3 separate regions of the Mus musculus genome follow, and all the other regions are linked to region 1. A link is a contact called in public targeted proximity ligation data. All regions are on one chromosome and are shown on one strand. The core of a region is the stretch at or near the end of the contact, and the rest is flanking DNA. Distances in the headings are between cores, read along the strand shown.

What was found.
Region 2: a contact with region 1 is called in a targeted proximity ligation map of memory CD8 T cells, with 12 read pairs. A contact is called at or near these places in 1 of 484 Hi-C or Micro-C datasets (embryonic stem cells), 3 of 130 datasets of targeted methods (embryonic stem cells, memory CD8 T cells and pancreatic cancer cells) and 1 of 9 other capture datasets (pancreatic islet).
Region 3: a contact with region 1 is called in a targeted proximity ligation map of memory CD8 T cells, with 16 read pairs. A contact is called at or near these places in 10 of 39 promoter capture datasets (the 3T3-L1 cell line, the C10 cell line, the HPC-7 cell line and 6 more), 2 of 484 Hi-C or Micro-C datasets (the HL-1 cell line and embryonic stem cells), 12 of 130 datasets of targeted methods (the NIH/3T3 cell line, bone marrow-derived macrophages, embryonic stem cells and 5 more) and 2 of 9 other capture datasets (liver and pancreatic islet).

What each region holds. Positions count from the first base shown.
Region 1 is chr19:3,729,790-3,733,039 of GRCm38.p6, forward strand. The region is part of intron 1 of Gm36787 (a long non-coding RNA gene); the gene reads right to left. It also overlaps the pseudogene Gm2141. Among named protein-coding and RNA genes, the nearest start is that of Gm36787, 13 kb to the right of the region's middle.
Region 2 is chr19:4,057,761-4,061,010 of GRCm38.p6, forward strand. Gstp3 (glutathione S-transferase pi 3) reads right to left here and starts at 1,687. Exons shown (of 7, transcript NM_144869.3): 1 at 1,664-1,687; 2 at 1,499-1,534; 3 at 975-1,081; 4 at 769-856; 5 at 326-429; 6 at 128-235. The coding sequence starts at 1,664.
Region 3 is chr19:4,011,118-4,014,367 of GRCm38.p6, forward strand. It overlaps Ndufv1 (NADH:ubiquinone oxidoreductase core subunit V1), which reads right to left and starts at 1,638. Exons shown (of 10, transcript NM_133666.3): 1 at 1,434-1,638; 2 at 229-311; 3 at 1-155. The coding sequence starts at 1,505.

The DNA of each region.
Region 1 (3,250 bases), core at 377-2,876:
CTAGATCTATCTATCTATCTTTCTTTCTTCCTTCCTTCCTTTCTTTCTTTCTTTCTTTCTTTCTTTCTTTCTTTCTCTCTACATATACAAATGTATACATATCACACAAACACACATACACATATATACACATATGTACACACATACACAAACACATGAACACATACACCACAGATATTTACATTTACACATACATACACATACATGTATACATATAAACATATACATATTACACACAGGCATATATACCCACACACAGCAGTTTCTAATTTCTACCTTGATGGTTTTAAACTATGCAGTACTTAGAGGAATGTCACTTGTCCTCCAAATATTTGGAGAATTTCTAGAAGTGTTTCTTTTTCCATTTCTGGTTTAATGCATTGTAATTAGAGAATGGATATTTTTAAAATTTCTCCTAGTCCCATTTGGTAACTGAATTTTTCATATATATATATAACATTTTCTAGGGATGTTGGTTCAATCAAGCTATTTATGAATGGCAGCCACCTCTTCATCCACACTGGGCCTCTGACAGCTGTTTCATTTGTTAATGAGATGGGTATGTTACCTCTTCTGCTAAAATCATGGTTATTCATTTCTTATCCTAGTCTTTTCTTTTTTTTTTTTTTTTTTTTTTTTTTTTTTTACTTTATCTGCATTTATTTTATGCTACATTTAGTTTATTCCTGTGCCATGAGCTTTTGTTTCTTCAGTTTCTTCTGGGATATCTTTTCCTTCTGTGCAAGCTCCTCTTCTGGCTTTGGAACGATCTGTTCCTTCTCAGTGAGGATCGTCTCACTGTGGCAGGGGGAGCTCATGTGTGGGTTAATCCGACCATGAGCTCTGTAGGTTCGTCAGCACATCTTAGGTCCCTTGTTTACCTGGATGTGCTCAGTGACTAGAGAATCTACATCTAAACCCTTAAGTTCAGCATTTTTAAGCAAGTGCAGCAAAATTTCAGCACTCTTTTTTGGCCATTGTCCCTGTGTCCAGCCCCACTGTTTGACCTGGGCACACCTACCGACTCCACCATTATATTGCTGGAATGGCACACATTGCCTCTTTACAGTGATATCCTTCAGATACTTGGTGGCTTTGCGCATATGCATACTCTTGATGGTCTGGGCAGTTTCCCAGGTGATCTTAAAGTGAACAGGAAGGTTTGAACCTCTTGATTTGCATGATTTTGTGGGGTTTTCTGGGTCAAGAGAGTAGGGAACCATCTTCGCAGGTCACCTCTGGCTGCTTACAGGAAGAGCTCACCTAGTGTTTTCAATACTTGTATTTTTACTTCTTTTTACTATTTTTAATCGTATGTGTGCAGTTGTCTGAGTGTGGGGTGTAAATGCATGTGTGTCTGTGGAGGCCAGAAGTGTTTGATCCCTTGGAGCTGTGGTGACAGGCAGTTATGAGCCATCTGATGTGGGTGCTAGAAAGCAAACTTAGGTTCTCAGAAAGAGAAGTACATTTTCTTAACCACTGAGCCATATCCTCAGCATACACACACACACACACACACACACACACACTATCACACGTAGGGCAAGTGGGCTGTGCTACCAGATAGACACAAGAACTGGTAAGGTTGAGTGAGCTCAAACCCCAGGAATCTCAGAGACTTGAGGCCAGCCACAGTAGAGCAGCTTTCTACCCGTCTCTGTACCTGCTCCGGAACACATAACCACAACACCCAACTGAGAGGACCACAGACAGGCAGTCAAAGGAATGTAGCCTGGAGTCCTTCCCCATGCAAATAGAGCATCACTAACATCTCAAACTCAGCCAATAGAAAACATGTAACCCTACCTCAATCCCATCCCACTCCCCAAGGTTCATAAAGCCCCTGCCTACATGGAATAAAGCACACATGGCTGTAGTTCCTGAACTGTAACACTTGGGGACGAGTTCTCTCTCCTGAAGCCTTCCCTGCTGGATCTTGGACCTGCCTGGCTGGCCTGGCTCTCGATGCCTGCAGAGGCATATATTAGACCTGCCTCTGCAGCTATCAAGAGACCCAGGACCCAGGCTACCTGTCCAGCGCAGGAGACCCAAACCTCTTTAGTTCTCTTTCAAGAGCTGTAATACTTCTGGCATTCTTTGACTGGAGTCTTGTGGAGCCTATTCATCTCCAACTATGCATCACCTGCCTGGGTCTGGCTTACAGAAACACCACAGAGGGAAGCAAGCAGACAGCTGACCACACACACACACATACACACACACACACACAAGTTGGTTTCCATATGTTTATGTTTATTGGGACAACAACAGGGGCTGGGTCTCTTTCATCTGTGGGAGTATTCACAGGTTCTTCAGCCATTCCAGGTTTGGGCCCTGAGGGTCCTGGGGGTGGCTGGCCACATCAGGCATGTTCCTATTATCTCTCATAAGCACTGAGTAATTGTGGGGTGTGGCCGGTTCGCTTATGGTGGCCTACTTGGTTAGAAGCTAAGTTAGGGCATAATTATAGTGAGGTTCCCAGTGGTGACGGACGCCACAGCACTGGTTTCTCTGTGCAGACATTTCTGAGGACAGTGGAGAATCTCCCAGCTGCCATCTTGGTCTCTCAGCCCCTGCATTTTTGTTTGGTTGGTTGGTTTTGGTTTTTTGAGACAGGGTTTCTCTGTTTAGCCCTGGCTGTCCTGGAACTCACTTTGTAGACCAGGCTAGCCTAGAACTCAGAAATCCACCTGCCTCTGCCTCCCAAGCGCTGGGATTAAAGGCATGCGCCACCACTGCCCGGCAGCCCCTGTGTTTTTAAAGATAGGGTCTAACCATGTAACCCTGGCTGTCCTGGAACTCACAGAGATCTGTCTCTCTGACTTCTTCCTGAGTGCTGGAATGACAGAATGTGTGCCATACCCAGCTACACATATACAGCTATAACTGTGTATCATATCTTCTCAATAAATCAACCATTTTCATACCTGACTTAATATGCACTTGGTACAATATCAAAATAGCCATGGGAGATATTAGTGCTAGTATGGTTTGTTCTTTTTCCATTTCTTCTTTAATTAATTTGGGTTTTCATATTTAAAGTCTATTTCTATTTGTATATTTGTTTTTTGAGACAAGGGTTTTATTTGTTGGTTTGTTTGTTTGTTTTGTTTTATATAGCCCTGGCTGTCCCAGAACTCACTGTGTAGAGCAGGCTAGCTTCAAACTCAGAGAAACCCCTGTCTTTGCCTCCCAAGTGCTGGGATTAAAGGTGTGCACCACCACTGCCCTGCTTAAAGTTCACTTCTCA
Region 2 (3,250 bases), core at 437-2,936, 330 kb after region 1:
TGGGAGAAGCGCCACAGAGCAAAGCACTGGATGCTCCCTGCTTCTGCCTCTGCATCTGGCCTCAGTTTACCCCTCTGAGAAAGGATCTGGCAATGAGTGGGTGGGGAAAGGCCTACCCAATGCTCACCTGGTCACCAACAATGAAGGACTGGCCACCCCTGTTCTGGGCCAGGAGAGTTTCAAATGGCTTCAGGTGTCCCGGAAGCTCCTTCTGATACTGGTCCTTGCCCTCCTTCTGTGGTCAGAAATGTGCAGCCAGAGTGACCGAAGTGATCTCCCTTTCCTGCCCACCACGCTTGGTCACTAGCCTGTGGCTCCTACATACCAGGATATGGCGATACTGCCGGGCAATGCGTCTGAATAGGTCTTCCAGTCCATCGTTCACCATGTCCACCAGTGCTGCCTCTTGTTGGTCTTTGCCATAGAGCCCTGGGTCAGCGGGCAGGCAGCAGGCTCAGGTTCTGTACTTGTCCCTACATGTCCACTCAGTCTCAGCCTGGGTCTACTCTCTAACCTTAATTGGAGGTCTTCCCTGCCTACCTCTGGGATGTCATTAGAAAAATGATACAAGTTGGAAACTCACAGCCCTGGCTGTACAGACAGCGACCGCCCAGCAGCACACCAGTAGCCTTCTGGAACCTGGGCCCTGCATGATCCTCTAGGGTGACCCAGGTGGGACATTGGTGGCTGCAGGTGAGGCAATTCAAAGCCCCAGGACATTTTGAGGAACATCTCAGGTGTCTCTCAGGGCTTGGCTTCTGGACTCACCGAAGGAGCGGCCCAGGTGCCGTAGGATAGTATTGGATTGGTACAGGGTGAGCTCTCCATCCTGGAACTTGGGGATCTGTCCAAACAACTGGGAGAAGATCCCTCTGTAAGGGGTGCTGAACCTGGCTGCCCCCAATCCTAGACACAGCACCCTAAGGCTGCGCCCCAACCGAATCCCCAAGGGGGAGAGGGAGACAATTACTCACACAGGAAGCCTTGAATGTGCCTTGCTCCCAAACATCCAAGGTCACCACCTCCTCCTTCCAGCTCTGGCCCTGGTCAGCTAGAAGCATGCGCATAACCTCACAGCGCCCTGTATGGGGGTGCAGGATGAGGACACAGCGAAGAGATCTACTCTCAGAGCATCCTGGGAGAGTTTGGGAGAGTGGAAAGCTGACAAGAGGACTACACTAGCTTGGGAGCCTCATAGGGAGGGGAGATATGTGGTGATAGAGGCCATGTCCTAACATTATCTTGGAATGCGAAGACCCAGCCCCACCATGGCACAGGGAAGGAAGGAAAAGTGACAGACAGTGCAGCTATCTACGGAGGCTAAGAGGGCAGTCCTGGCCCCACCAACCACAACTGTAGTCCTGCCCCAGGTCTCTGTCCCGGCCCGGCCCCAATACAGTCTTGGTCACGCCCTTCCTACACCACTGTTGGGGATTCCCAGGAATGACCCAGAAGACTATTGTTTGTGCCCTTCGTCTTGAAAGTGCTGAGGCCACACCTCGGGAAGGGAAATAGACGATGGTGTAAGGTGGCACTAGGAGAGATAGACAAAAAGCACGATGAAGGAGGACCTTGCCTGGGCTGCAGGGCCAAGGAGCGGTTAGTAGCAGGGGTGAGGTGGGGGTATAATTGCCCCCGCCCTTGCCTCCAGGTTTCTCCTTACTGTTGGGCGGATACAGTGTGGTGCAAGCTCAGCAGGAAGAGAGGAAGTGATCGGGGCCTTATATTGACAGGAAGACTCCACCTCCTCAGACATCCCACACTGCCCCAGAAACAGACCAAGTCCTGGTGTTCAGTGTACCAGCTTCCTGGCAGACGTGGTGGGGGAGGGCAGACTCACCTTTCTATCTGTGGTGCAATATGCTACTGGAGTTTTGCAAGAGGCACACATGGTCACATGATAAGCCTCCCACTTAACACGCCCAAACCACTCGGTTTCTTGTGTGCTCAGGGGTTTGGACAGTGCCTTATATGCAGGTAGGCCTCTACCAACAGTACATGGTATAATAATAAGTGCTCCTTGTAAAAATAAGGCAATGTAGAGGAGCCGTGGTTAATCCCAGCACTTGGGAGGAGGCAGAAGCAAGAGGATCTCTGAGTTCAGCCCAGTCCGTCTGGTCGACAGAGTTCCAGGACAGCCAGGGCTCCAAAGAGAAACCATGTTTATAAATGACAAAAAATAAATAATAACAATAACCATAATAATGGCAGTGTCACCTGGAGTGATGGCACACACCTTTAATTGCAGCACTCAAAGTACAAAGGAAGGTCGGGCGGCACGCCTTTAATCCCAGCACTTGGGAGGCAGAGGCAGGCAGATTTCTGAGTTCGAGGCCAGCCTGGTCTACAAAGTGAGTTCCAGGACAGCCAGGGCTATACAAAGAAACTCTGTCTCGAAAAAAAAAAAAAAAAGTACAAAGAGAGGCAGCCCTTTCGAATTCAAGGCCAGACTGGTCTACAACCAAGATCACCAAGCCAGCCAGAGCTATATAGCAACCAAGCCAGCCAGAGCTATATAGCAAGAGCCTGTCTTTTCAAGAAAAGAATAAAGGGATTTAAAAAAAATTTTTTTAAAGATTTATTTATTATTATAAATGAGTACACTGCAGCTGTATTTAGACACACCAGAAGATGGCATCAGATCTCACTATGGGTGGTTGTGAGCTACCATGTGGTTGCTGGGATTTGAACTCAGGACCTTTGGGAGAGCAGTCAGTGCTCTTACTCGCTGAGCCATCTCACCAGCCCTAAAATTTTTTTTAAATATTTATTTATTTATCACATGCAAGCACACTGCAGCTGTCCTCAGACACACCAGAAGAGGGCATCCAATCCCACCACAGATGGCCGTGAGCTACCATGCAGTCGCCGGGACCTGAACTCAAGACCTCCAAAACAGCAGCCAATGCTCCCAACCACTGAGCCATCCCTCCAGCCCCCCCTTTTTTTTTAAATAAAGGGATTTTAACTAATGAACTATCCCCTCCTCTCTTGGTGATGCTATAACAGAAAACTCTTAGCAAAGAGTTAAGCCTTACATGTACCAGTCCTCAAGGCTAGCACTGTTCCTTGTTTGTAGAGAAATTGAAACAAAGAATTGACGTGGCATGCCCAAGGTCACTCAGCTAGTAAACAGGATTTAAACTTGTTTGGTCTGGTTAGTTCCCTGGGAACCTCATGTCTGTCTGTCTGTCTTCTATCTATCATCTATGCATCTGTCTATCTATCTATCTATCTATCTATCTATCTA
Region 3 (3,250 bases), core at 388-2,887, 280 kb after region 1:
TATTCATGAAGCTCCACTTGAGGCCAGTGGGGAAGCCAGCACCACCACGGCCCCGTAAACCTGATGTCTTCATCTCACCCAAGATCCAGTCAGGCCCCTTCAGCAGGATCTCCTTTGTCTTGTACCAGTCACCCCGTCTCAGGGCACCTTTCAGCCTGGACAGAGTAGGAAATGATGTGAAGGAGAAGTCCTGCTCTGGGACCCAGCAGGCCATGGGCACTGTCTCACCTCCAGTCATGGCGCCCATACAGGTTGGTAAAGATCCGGTCTTCATCCTTCAGTGAGCCAAATGAGGTTTTCTTGGGTGCTGTCTGGGGAGATAGAAGGTCAGGAGGTCCAGAGCTCAGGGACCATGAGGGATTGGGGCAGAATTTTCAGCTTCTTGGGCCTTCCTACATATGAGGAGCTGGGCCACAGCAGGGGTAGAGGCTTCAAAGTCTTTGAAACATTGTAGCTCCCGACCACCATTTATATCAGTCCTTCCTGTTTAGAAGTTACAGAGCTAAACACTCTCAACGTTTCATCCCAATTCATCCTTGTAACATTCCTGGGATAGGATATTTCCTCCATTTTCCAAAGGAGGGGGGGGGGGCTCTAAACAAAAGGAACTTAGGGAAGGCCACAAAGCTAAAAGCAGATGGTCCCCACGGAGCCATGTCACACTTCAGCGACAGCACCAGCATTGCTTCCCCAAGACCAGCATAGATTTGTCTGACTCTTCCACTAGAGCAAAACCTGGCTAGGAGGGGCTTGATCTCCCTAACTCTGCTGAAGAGGTAGTACGTGGTCACTGATGGAAGAGAAGTGCCTCATTGGGGCTGGGGAACAAAATGGATTTGGGGTCTGAGATAAAGGAGAGGTGTGGACTGGAATGGTTCACGACTTGGTAGAAAGTGACCTGACATCCACTCCTACCTCCTTAAAAGTACTTCTCCTCAGGTGTAGTGGTGGATGCCTGTGGTCTCAGGAGCACCCAGAGAGGCTGAGACAAGAGGACCAACACTAATTTGAATACAGCCTAGAACTATATAATGAGCCCCTATCTCATAAAAAAAAAAAAATTCACAAAAGCGTTTTCCGGTCACTACTGGAAGCAAAATACTGTCGGGGGGTTGAGGAGATACACATCTTTTTCAAAACTGTTTTCTGAACTTTGAAATGGGGCGAAGACCCTGATACCCGGTAGGGCTGCGAGGAAGAAATAACAGATTATCTAAGACGCCTCAACACCTGCAAACCCTCACCCCAAGACGGGGTTGTTAAAACAAGAGTAGCTGGACTGGACATCGTCAGCCTGGAGTTGGGACCGTTAGTTTTTATCCAGACCGGGTGGTAGCTCGGAGAGGAGAGGACTCTGCAGAGGGGACCACAATCCCGCTCGCCGCTCGCCACTCCTCCGCCATAGGCGTGGGCCTGAATCAGGGCGGGCTCACCGTGCCGCTGCTGAAACGCACAGATACCCGCACGGGAACCAACCCGCCGAGAAAATGCCGTGCCGCTAGCATCGCGGGAGCCAGACGGGTCACCTCCGGCTGTCACCTTCACAACTCCGAACCGCGGGACCGGCGCGACAGAAACACACGGGGTGGGGAGCGCACAGGAAGTGCGTCACACATCCGCAGCCAGTGGCGTGTCCAGGGACCTCCGTTCCTTTGAGCTCTGTCCTCGGCCTCGCCCACTAAAGGTGCGCGGGCACAGAGACCGGAAATTTACTCTCGTGCTAGGCCTTCTGGGAGATGTAGTCCAGCTTGCCCAGACTCTCCTTTCTCGGAGACTCTTCCTTTTCCTAGTAAACCAGGCTCACGTGTCGCCCTCTGCTGGATCCCAAGTATTCCACTTCCTACAGACTTTGCGTCTAGTTGACACCAGCTATATATGCACGAATGGAAGCTGGTGAGAAAATTAGTTGGACTACAGCGGAATCGTCCTGATCTGGTGTAATTACGCTGAACTAGCCGAGCCCTGCTGAACTAAGCGCTCCCCCTGAGCATCCGTGTGCCTTGGAGAAGTACTCATTAACAAAAGAACCGGTGAGGTCCCTCACCTCCCACAAAGCTGCCCCAGAACCTTTGCATAGGACTTCTCAGGGCTGTGTGTCTGTAAACCTTTTAGAGCAATGCAGAGACCAGGGATGGTCAGTGAGTGTCACAGGCTCCCGCCGATGCTAAAAGGCTACTCCCTCCCCTTATCAGGGACCCCTTGGGGCTCTAGTTACACACTGCAGCCGGACTCCTGTCTTCAGAACCCAGCTCTAGAACAAAAACGTTTTGCTTGTTTTTCTTTTAAGATAAGTTTCATTTAGCTCTGGCAGGCCTGGAAATCACTATATGGCGTAGGCTGGCTTTCAACTTGCTGTGAGCCTTTGACTTCCTAATGCTAGATTCAAAAACCAGCCCCAGATATAAGAGTTTAAGAGTTTTCTTCCTTCCTTCCTTCCTTCCTTCCTTCCTTCCTTCCTTCCTTCCTTCTTTCTTTCCTTCCTTCCTTCTGCTTTGTCAGACAGAGTCTTACTATTCCCCTAATATGCTTTAAATTGAGCCTACAAGCTCACTTGGATGTCTATCTTGGTAATGGGAGACCTCAGCATGCTGGACTTCTGCAGAATAAAGCATTCTTTGTGTTTACATAGTATTTGAGTCCAGGGTATCAGGGGTCAGAAGGAGGGCAGCAGCATCATTAGACTACTTCATGCTTATTATGGGCGTCAGTTCCTTGGGGCAAGCCTGATCTTTACTGTCAGGATATCTAATTATTTCCTTTTCTTCTTTCTTCTCCTCTTCTTCTTCTTGTTTCTTCTTTGTGCACAACTACTTAATAACCTCTTGGTGTCCTAGCATTTATATACCCTCTAAAAACTCCACAGAATTCCAAATGTCACATCATCACAGAAACTATCTACAGCTGGAAAAATCATGTCCTTGCTAGAACACAAGGCAAATCATAGTCAGCTGCTGTGGACAGTCTGAAGCAGCTCTATATCCTCACACTTAGGATCAAAACAAAAACACATTCTGATAATATTTCTGTGGTTTTTTTTTCAAAGAAACCAAAACTCCAAAATTGTCACTACAATGTCTGACTTAGAAGTGTAGTATGTAAGAGACAGATGAATACCTGTTTGCTCAATACTGCCCACAGTGTGTGCTGGTCAGAAGGGTTTTTTGTTGGTTTGTTTTTTAACTTGCCATAAATTAGTCATTTGAAAAGGGGGACCTTTGACTAAGGGATTATTTTCATTAAGTTGCTGGTA